Linked DNA regions of Mus musculus: region 1 is linked to region 2. The links are chromatin contacts, called in public HiChIP or PLAC-seq maps. All regions are on one chromosome and are shown on one strand. Each heading gives the region's core, a stretch centred on a gene start, on an enhancer-like site or on the middle of the called end of the contact. The rest is flanking DNA. Distances are from core to core; before and after follow the strand shown. Region 1 has its middle 8.1 kb from the start of Gm10612. Region 2 overlaps Gm39265 (a long non-coding RNA gene).

The links. HiChIP or PLAC-seq counts read pairs in DNA pulled down with a chosen protein or histone mark.
Region 1: an H3K27ac HiChIP or PLAC-seq map of bone marrow-derived dendritic cells shows a contact between it and region 2, with 4 times the contacts expected there. The contact joins two enhancer-like sites. A contact is called at or near these places in 1 of 39 promoter capture datasets (pre-B cells) and 1 of 115 datasets of contacts at active chromatin or transcription factors (bone marrow-derived dendritic cells).

What each region holds. Positions count from the first base shown.
Region 1 is chr8:122,687,815-122,691,739 of GRCm38.p6, forward strand. It overlaps a transcript of Cbfa2t3 not described here. Among named protein-coding and RNA genes, the nearest start is that of Gm10612, 8.1 kb to the right of the region's middle. Within about 2 kb of position 1,722, at least 26 of the 459 cell types and tissues checked have an H3K27ac peak or open chromatin away from gene starts, as enhancers often do. A contact at or near this core is called in bone marrow-derived dendritic cells, where this site is marked.
Region 2 is chr8:120,685,041-120,689,001 of GRCm38.p6, forward strand. It overlaps Gm39265 (a long non-coding RNA gene), which reads right to left. Exons shown (of 3, transcript XR_879259.2): 2 at 3,219-3,316; 3 at 149-1,063. Among named protein-coding and RNA genes, the nearest start is that of Gm39265, 14 kb to the right of the region's middle. Within about 2 kb of position 1,706, at least 100 of the 459 cell types and tissues checked have an H3K27ac peak or open chromatin away from gene starts, as enhancers often do. A contact at or near this core is called in bone marrow-derived dendritic cells, where this site is marked.

The DNA.
Region 1 (3,925 bases), core at 472-2,971, 2.0 Mb after region 2:
ATGGGCAGGTGTCTCAGACTCAGTGGAAAGGAGAATGTAAGAGGAACACCAGCGGTCCTCTCTGTGTTTCCTGGGTGCAGACACAATGTGACCAGATGCTGCCTGCCTCTCTCTCATCTCCATGACTACCTGCAGGTGATGCACTGTGCACTCTCACACTGTGAGACCAAGCAACCCTTTCCTTCCTTAAGTTACTTTTGTCTGGTATTTTGTTACAGCAACTGGGAAAGTAGGTAACAAATCCTGGCACTCACTATGTATCCTCCCTAGCCTGAAACTTGCAGCCATCATCCCGCCTCTGGCTTCTGAGTGCTGGGACTATAGGCATTTACTAATGTCCAAGTTCACCTTAGCCTTAGACACATAGCACATAACTGTACCTCACATCTGAGGCCTGGAGCACCCAGAGATGAGTCAACCTGGAATAAGGGTCTCTTGGGGCTCTGATGCCCCAGTGCGGGTGTCCAAGACCAGCTGCTCATCAGCACCACTTGAGGAGCCTCGGTAGGTACTTGTCTTTTTCCTGAAGAGCTTTCAACCTGCCTACATGCCTGGAGACCCAGCCATTGTCCTTGGAGAAGGAACCTAGGCAGAACTACTCCAGAAATGTCTCTACCCCTTCCCTCTCTCACACAGCCTGCCCGGTAACACTATGGACTTCCAGGGCTGCCCCTCCTACCCCAGATTCATACCAATCAATTCACAGAGTGTGAACAGAGTCAGAGTTTGTATAGGGATAGTGGTCCCTCTCCATGTCCAGGGAAGTTTAGGTAAAGGTGACAACCAGATCACAACACTACCTCCTAACTCTCTGCCATGACCACTGCCCTCACTGTGCCCTCAGGTAAATAAAGACCTACGGAAGGAGACACGTATCCTGTAGATGGTGCGGATGGCTTTTCCTCAGACAGAGTAAAGTGCAGATAAACTGAAAAAGAGGCATAGCCAACTCATGGGATACTAGTTATCTGTAAATGGACAAAGCACTGTTACACCACACATTGGTGACCCTGGAAATAAGCCACAAGGTAAAAGAAATGGGAAGTGCCCCCCACCCAGATGACACATGATAAGAGATGCCCAGAGGGGGCTGGAGAGACGGCTCAATGGTTAAGAGCACTGGCTACTCTTCCAGAAGTCCTGAGTTCAATTCCCAGCAACCACATGGTTGCTCACAACCATCTGTAAAGGGATCCAATGCCCCCTCTGGTGTGACTATATATATATATACATACACACACACACATATACATACACACACACACACACACACACACACACACACACACACACACACCTTTTTTTTTTTTTTAAAGAGAGATGTCCAGGAAAATCCAACAGAGACAGAGAGCTAGTTAGTGGTGGCCAGGGAAGAAGGGGACAAGGAGTGACAGCTTGGGGGACAGGGCTTCTTTTAGGAAGCAGCAAATGTTCTGAAAACAGAGGTGTGGACTGGACTGACTGTAGCCTGGGAGCAGCAACTGAGGCACACTGTGAGAAACATCTGGCTGATACCACCTTAGTCAAAATGGAGCTGCAGGAAGCACCTTGGAGCCACTGATTCTGTGTGCTCAAGGGTGGCTCAGGGGGTACAGTCTCCTTAAGGCAAGGTGACCTATCTGAGGGGGAGCTCTGGGTGTGGCTGGGATCTAAAATTACTGCAGGTCCTGAAACTGTTGGGGAGAAGCTGAGGGTAGTGTGGCTGCTGGGCGGAGAACTGTTCCAGGAAGGAAAGGAGAAGTTGTCTTGGGGTGTGTGTGTATGCTGAGGGACTGTGGTAGAGCCTAGGGGTGGGGGTGGACAGAGGCAAGGTGGAGGGATAAATAAACCTTTGGGTTCTGGAACCTTTTGGCTTTTGTGTGCCTCTGCAGTAGGTTTTGATGGTAGAGAGGCATTGCTCCATAGTGCAGACGGGATACTGAGTAAGGGGGTCTTCATGCCTCGCACCGGCACATAGGACCATGGCTCATCCCACTTCACACCGCTTCACAAAGGTGCTGAATGGATCGTTAATGGGCTACAAGTAGCTAGCTTATATCTAGGCATCTTCAAGAAAGAGGATAGGAAGGCAGGCAGTATGAAGACATGGGTTCCAGATGGTATCATTGATCTTCCAACTGGACCTTTTGTTTTTTGGGCTTTTTCTATGGGCATCACATAAACTGTGTCTAGCCCTGGACCAGGCTATCTGCTATCTTCAGGTCAAAGCCATCCTACTTAAACCAGGGTCTAAATTACTGCTGAATAGAGTTTCCAAACAAGAGATAAAACAATAAAAGATTCATCTATCCATCCATCTCTCCATCTATCCATCCATCTCTGCATCCATCCATCCATCTCTGCATCCATCCATCCATCCATCCATCCATCCATCCATCCATCCATCTAGCCATCCCATCCCATCCATCCATCCATCCATCCATCCATCCATCCATCATCCATCCATCCCATCCATCATCAAACCATCCATCTACACACTCATCTATCATCCTCTGTCCATCTACCTATTCATCTATACAATCATTATCAACTACCCATCCACACCATCATCCTCTACCATCTGTCCACCATCCGTCTCTCCATCCTCTGTACATATTTATACACACATCATACATACATCAAACATACATCCACTCTTCTGCCCATTCTTCACAGAGCACCCTCACCAAGGCCCTCTGTCCAGCCACTGGTTCAGAACAGTACTTGTCACACGATGCTGACCTGGATATCAGTCCCTGTGTGCTGCTGCTTTGATCTTGCCATATCTCCTATGTGGTGTGTGGCACTTGCCGGTGCGTGCCTTTGCGTGTCGAGTGAGAGGCTCTGACCTTGACCTGTATGACTCAATGGTGAATTTACAAGCCTAACTCACCCATGAGAACTTCATACCCTGGGTCATTGCTGTCCACCCAGAGAGAAACAGCCGAAGTTCTTGTGTGACCAAACTAAGCAAGGCCATTTTGTAATCATGCAAACGAGTAATCTCTAGAGGCCACGCCTGCCCAATGTTAAAAAGTGCCACAGAACCACTGGCTTCTGGAATGGGCAACCCCTCCCCAACTGACCATGTGCTAAATACGGGCTTGGGCCTGCACAGGGAATCCACAGAAAGGTCAGAATTCCCCTTGGCCACCCACGCAGTAGAGTGAGCAGCCTTTCCTCTTCCGTCTGCCTTAGGGGCAGGGCTGAGATGATTCTCAGAGACCACTATGCATAGTGTGCACTTGCCTGCAGTCTCGCCTCCACTAGCTGGGTCTCCCTGAAGTGCCTTAGCCAGGAGCTGTTGACTAGCAGGGTACCAGGGTAGGTTACCCCACGCAGGGTCAGAGGACATCTGTGAGTAGCCTGCCAGTGAGCAGAGCCTGATAATAGGACTGTGTGCCCATAGAACTCTTGGCTCCTCTCCCACCCGCTTGGCACAGCTGGGGATCCTCCATGAATCTCCCACACCCGGACAGGCTGACTTTGGCTCAGCCTGCCCAGCCTCGCGAGGCATGCAGCCCACTTAATGCCAAGAACCCAGTCCTTCAGGTCTGAGGAACTGGGCCAGGGATTGCAGGATCCCCAAGAACTTTTACTGGATGCTTGGATAAATACCTTCTGAATGTGAGCTGTGGTTTACAGGGCTACAAAGACCAGGGACATATCTCCTGTTCCCATCGCCACCCTTTGAGTCCAGCCTCTTTCCCCTGAGAGCAATACCGGTAGCCACTTTGGATTTGGGCCTCTGCTAAAGGCCTGGATGTGGCCTCCGTGTTTGGATGTGGGCAGCCTTATGTGAGCATCTTTGCAATAGGGGAGAGTCAGGGGCTCAATTTTCAGCAGGGAAGCAGAGAAAGAACACATGGGCTTATGTGGCATGTCCACCCCGGGGACCAGCAGCCTCCATGGGAACCAGCACAGACCAGCAGAAAGGAGATAATGC
Region 2 (3,961 bases), core at 456-2,955:
CGCATACATAGTAATAGAAGCCAGGGCCTAGGCGCCTGGAGGCCAAGCTGTTTCTGCTGAGAGACAGCCCTCTCAGATGTTTATGGAATAAAGATCCTCGCAGACCCAGGGATCAAGACAGGAGGTATTTATTTCAGATGTCAGCAGCCTGGCTTTTCTTCTGGTGCTCGGAAAAACCTGGCAGGTTCCTTTCATGCAGGGTGTGTGTCAAGGTTCTTCTTGTAGAGGGGGAGGGACAGCCACTTGTGGGTTGGCCTAACAGGCCTGGCCCCTGGAAGCTGACTAGAAGGCCCTTGGGAGCCTGAGGCATGACCTACATATAAAGCACAACCACGCCCAGGGCCTTGAAGCAGGGCCTGGCTTTGCTGTTCCGTTGCCTGTGTGCAGTTGCCTGGGTTCTGAGGAAAGCTGCGGAGGAGGTCAGTGTCTTCACCTCTGGCTCACAGGGTACAGCACCCAGCTAATGTCCTTGTTTTCACTCAGAGCTAGAACGAGAGCCGACCAGGTCCTTTCCTTAAGACTCTAAGGCAGCGGGCTTCAACCTTCCTAACTCTGGTCCCTTTAGTACAGTTCCTCGTGTTATGGTGACCTCCCAACCATACAATGATTTTCATGGCTAACTTCATAACTGTAATTCTGCTAGTGTTATGAATCGTGATGTAAATGCCTGATTGGCAGAATATGTGCTATGCAACCCCTCTGAAAGGGTCAATCAACCGCCCCCCCCCAGGGGTGGCATCCTATAGGTTGAGAACCATTGCTCTAAGGAAATGCGTCACAAAGGCCAAGGCAGGGGCCTCTGAAACAACACAGCTCTGTGCTCAGCTTCGCCTCTACCCCGATCCCATAGGCTCCTCTTCTCTCCTTTCTCAGGCCCAGTAGGTGAGTGCTGGGTGACTCTTCACTGAAGCATCGGAGACTTCCCTTGCTTGAACCCTTGAAGGAAGGCGTCACTAGACTCTCCTGGGACCCTCTGAGGAGGAGACGAAACAGATACCTCTAGGCAGGGGCTGGTCTCTTGGACATGGAGCCTCTCCGTAGACAGATGTCACCACACTCCTTCCTTAAAATAAAAAGGCAAAAGAAAGGGCTTTCTTCATAGGCTGTTTAGCAACCCCGGGGAGGGAAAAGCAATCAGGGACATGGAAACGGGCCTGGGGTGTGTTGTGTGCTCGCCCGCAGAGCCCCGGGGCCCACACGCAGCAGGACTCAGCCTGGGAAAAGCAGAAGAGGAAAAGAGGAAAAACATGCTGGGTTGAGCAACCAGGAGCCCAGATTGGGGCTGAGGCAACCACAAGCCATGGACGCCGCAGCTGCCTGGCGTTGGCACAGAGGCTGAGCTGGCCATGGGGTGCAACCGAGCAGGAAACACCCCCCACGCCCCCAGAGCCAGGCCTTGGGTGCATGCGTGTGTGTGTGTGTGTGTGTGTGTGTGTGTATTGGGGGGGGGTAGTGTGTGTGTGGGTCGTGGTCCTGCTCCTGCTTGCTGTCAGGATGGGATTGTGGCCCACTTACACCTTCTGGAGAAGCCCAGTAATAATTTGGTGACCAAGCACAGAGCTGATCAGCTAGCATTCAAACTAAGGTCCCGGTGCAGGGTTCTATAAGCAGCAAATCCCAATGCCTGCCAGAGCCTGTCCTTGTGTGACGCTAGCCTGGACATCCCCTTGCCACACAGTTCTTGTCCTGAGCTGTGGCTCCTAGAAGACTCTTGGCCTGCTTCCCCAGGAAACCAGGTGACTTGTGCCAGGGACTCTGTTCCCTTAATGGTGTGGTGCCCTCCATGCCCGGCTCCAGCCTACTGCCACCTTGGGATGTATAGAGTTCGTTCTGAAGTCTATGCCAAGGTCTGTACTTCAGAATGTTTAGAGCAAGAAGAAAATAATCAGCTGAGTGTGTTACACGTGCCCCAAACTCCAGCCCTTGGGAGCTTGTGATCAGAAGATCACATAGAGTTCAATGCCAACCTGGGTAACATAATGAATTCCAGGCCAGCCTGGGCCATGGTGTCTTAAAAAAAAAAAAAAAACAGACCAGGAGGGAGTAGAGGAAAGAAAGGACAGCTATCCCTTTAGCCTGCTGCCCAAACTTAAGTGGTTGCAACTTTGGTGCATTTCATTCCTCTTCGTTGCATATTTCTGTATGTAATTGAAACCATGGCACAGGCTCAACTGCATTGCCAGTCCCTGCCTTTGTTCGAGCATGCTTCTGCTGTGGTTTCTGCCACAGTTTGGGATGGACTGTCACTGAATGCATTGAAGAAAGCATTTCATAGGGGGATCGTAAAGGTACATTCGAGTCCTAAAGACAAGGGCGCCCCAGTTTCAACAGCCATCCTGGGTTATGGTGGTGGTGGTTTTTGGAGACTGGTCTCATAGCTTAGGCTATCCAGGAACTTGCTGTAAAGGCAGCAATAGGACCATCCTGCCTCAGTTTCCCAAGTGTCGGGGTCACAGGCATGTGCCACCGCGCCTGGCTTTGGCATTTCATTTTCAGTGTGCCCAGATTTCTCCACCATAAGCGTTATCAGTATATCTTTCGGTGACACGAGGCACTCACACTACTTTGTGGGTTTTTCTCCATCTCCGGTGCTTGTTTAACATCCCAAGTGAAACTGTACCCAGCAGCCATTGCAAGATGGATGGTCTCTTGCTGTCACAATGAATCTCATACCCTAGGGACCTCATGAAGTGCAACTGCAACCTCTGTCTTGTGTCTGGCTTATCCTGCCAGGCATGACTGGGGCCAGCCAGGACAGAGCATGGTGCCAGAGAAGCCAAGCACGGAGTTCCCTCCATCTAGAGCAAGTGGAACCTGGAAAGAAACATCTTGCAGCGCCATCTGGGAAAGTTTCTGCATCCAGTGAGCCCTGGTGCTTATCACCACTGTCTGCCTGGATGCAGATTCGGACTGCCTCTGCTGACTGATGGATGGCTTCCCGCAGAGCAGGTGGAGGATGCTCCACCCATGAGCTTTCCTGGCCTGCTGACCAGGGAAGCAGAACCACTGTTGGCTGAGTCCCAGTTAGAATTCAGCCCGGCTGCAGAGAGGAAGAGGAAAACATGGGAGAAAGGGAGAGAGGGAAGGGGAGGAGACATGGAGGACGGAGAGAGGGACGACTGGAAGTAAAACGGGGAGAGTGCTCCTCACCAGACAGATTATATGCCATAGAAAGCCCAATGCTGGCAGGACAATGAATTCCACAAGGTTCTCCATACCCAGGCTTCTCCCTGTGTGCTGTTCTGACATTTCTGGTCCAGTGCTTCATGGACTAAGAATGGCTGCACAAGCTCCATCCATCACGTCTGCATCCTCGCTGGCAAGGAGAAAGGAGGGAAGACAGAGGAGAACGCGCCTCAGTGTTCATTGTGTCAGCTTCGGCTCACTCGTGGGCACTGTGGGGCAGTGGGATGGGCAGCACTCCAGCCTTTCTCCCAGTGAGGACTACAATGTTTAACAGAGACATTGCTAGCCAGCTGAGGAGGAAGAGCGCTACACAGGAGGGATGCTCTCCTAGGAGGGCTGCCATCCTGCAAAGGCTATGCAGAAAAGAAGCTGGACCAAAACTGGCTATGACAGGGGAAAGCACAGGTGACACATTCCAATGGTGAACACTTTACACGCCAGGTGATGGGGTTCCAGAAAGGACTTCGTCCTGCCTCTCCTCGGCCTCCAGAGCCCAGGGTTTGCTGGCCCACTTGAGAACTCCTCAAAAACCTGTCTTCAGGGCAGCTCTGCACCTCGTGTGTGGCGATTACTGGTCTCTACTATCCAGGGTCCCCCCTGTATGCATCGCTGTGCCAAGACCATGGGCCCTCCTATCATCCCCTACTCTGGCAGCCAGACTCTGGGTGAGCCATGGTCTATTAAGCATACTTGCCCGTGGTTGGTAATGGCAGAGTCAGGATCTGAACCCGGGCAGCAAATGTCACTCATCTGGATGGATTGGATCATACACACA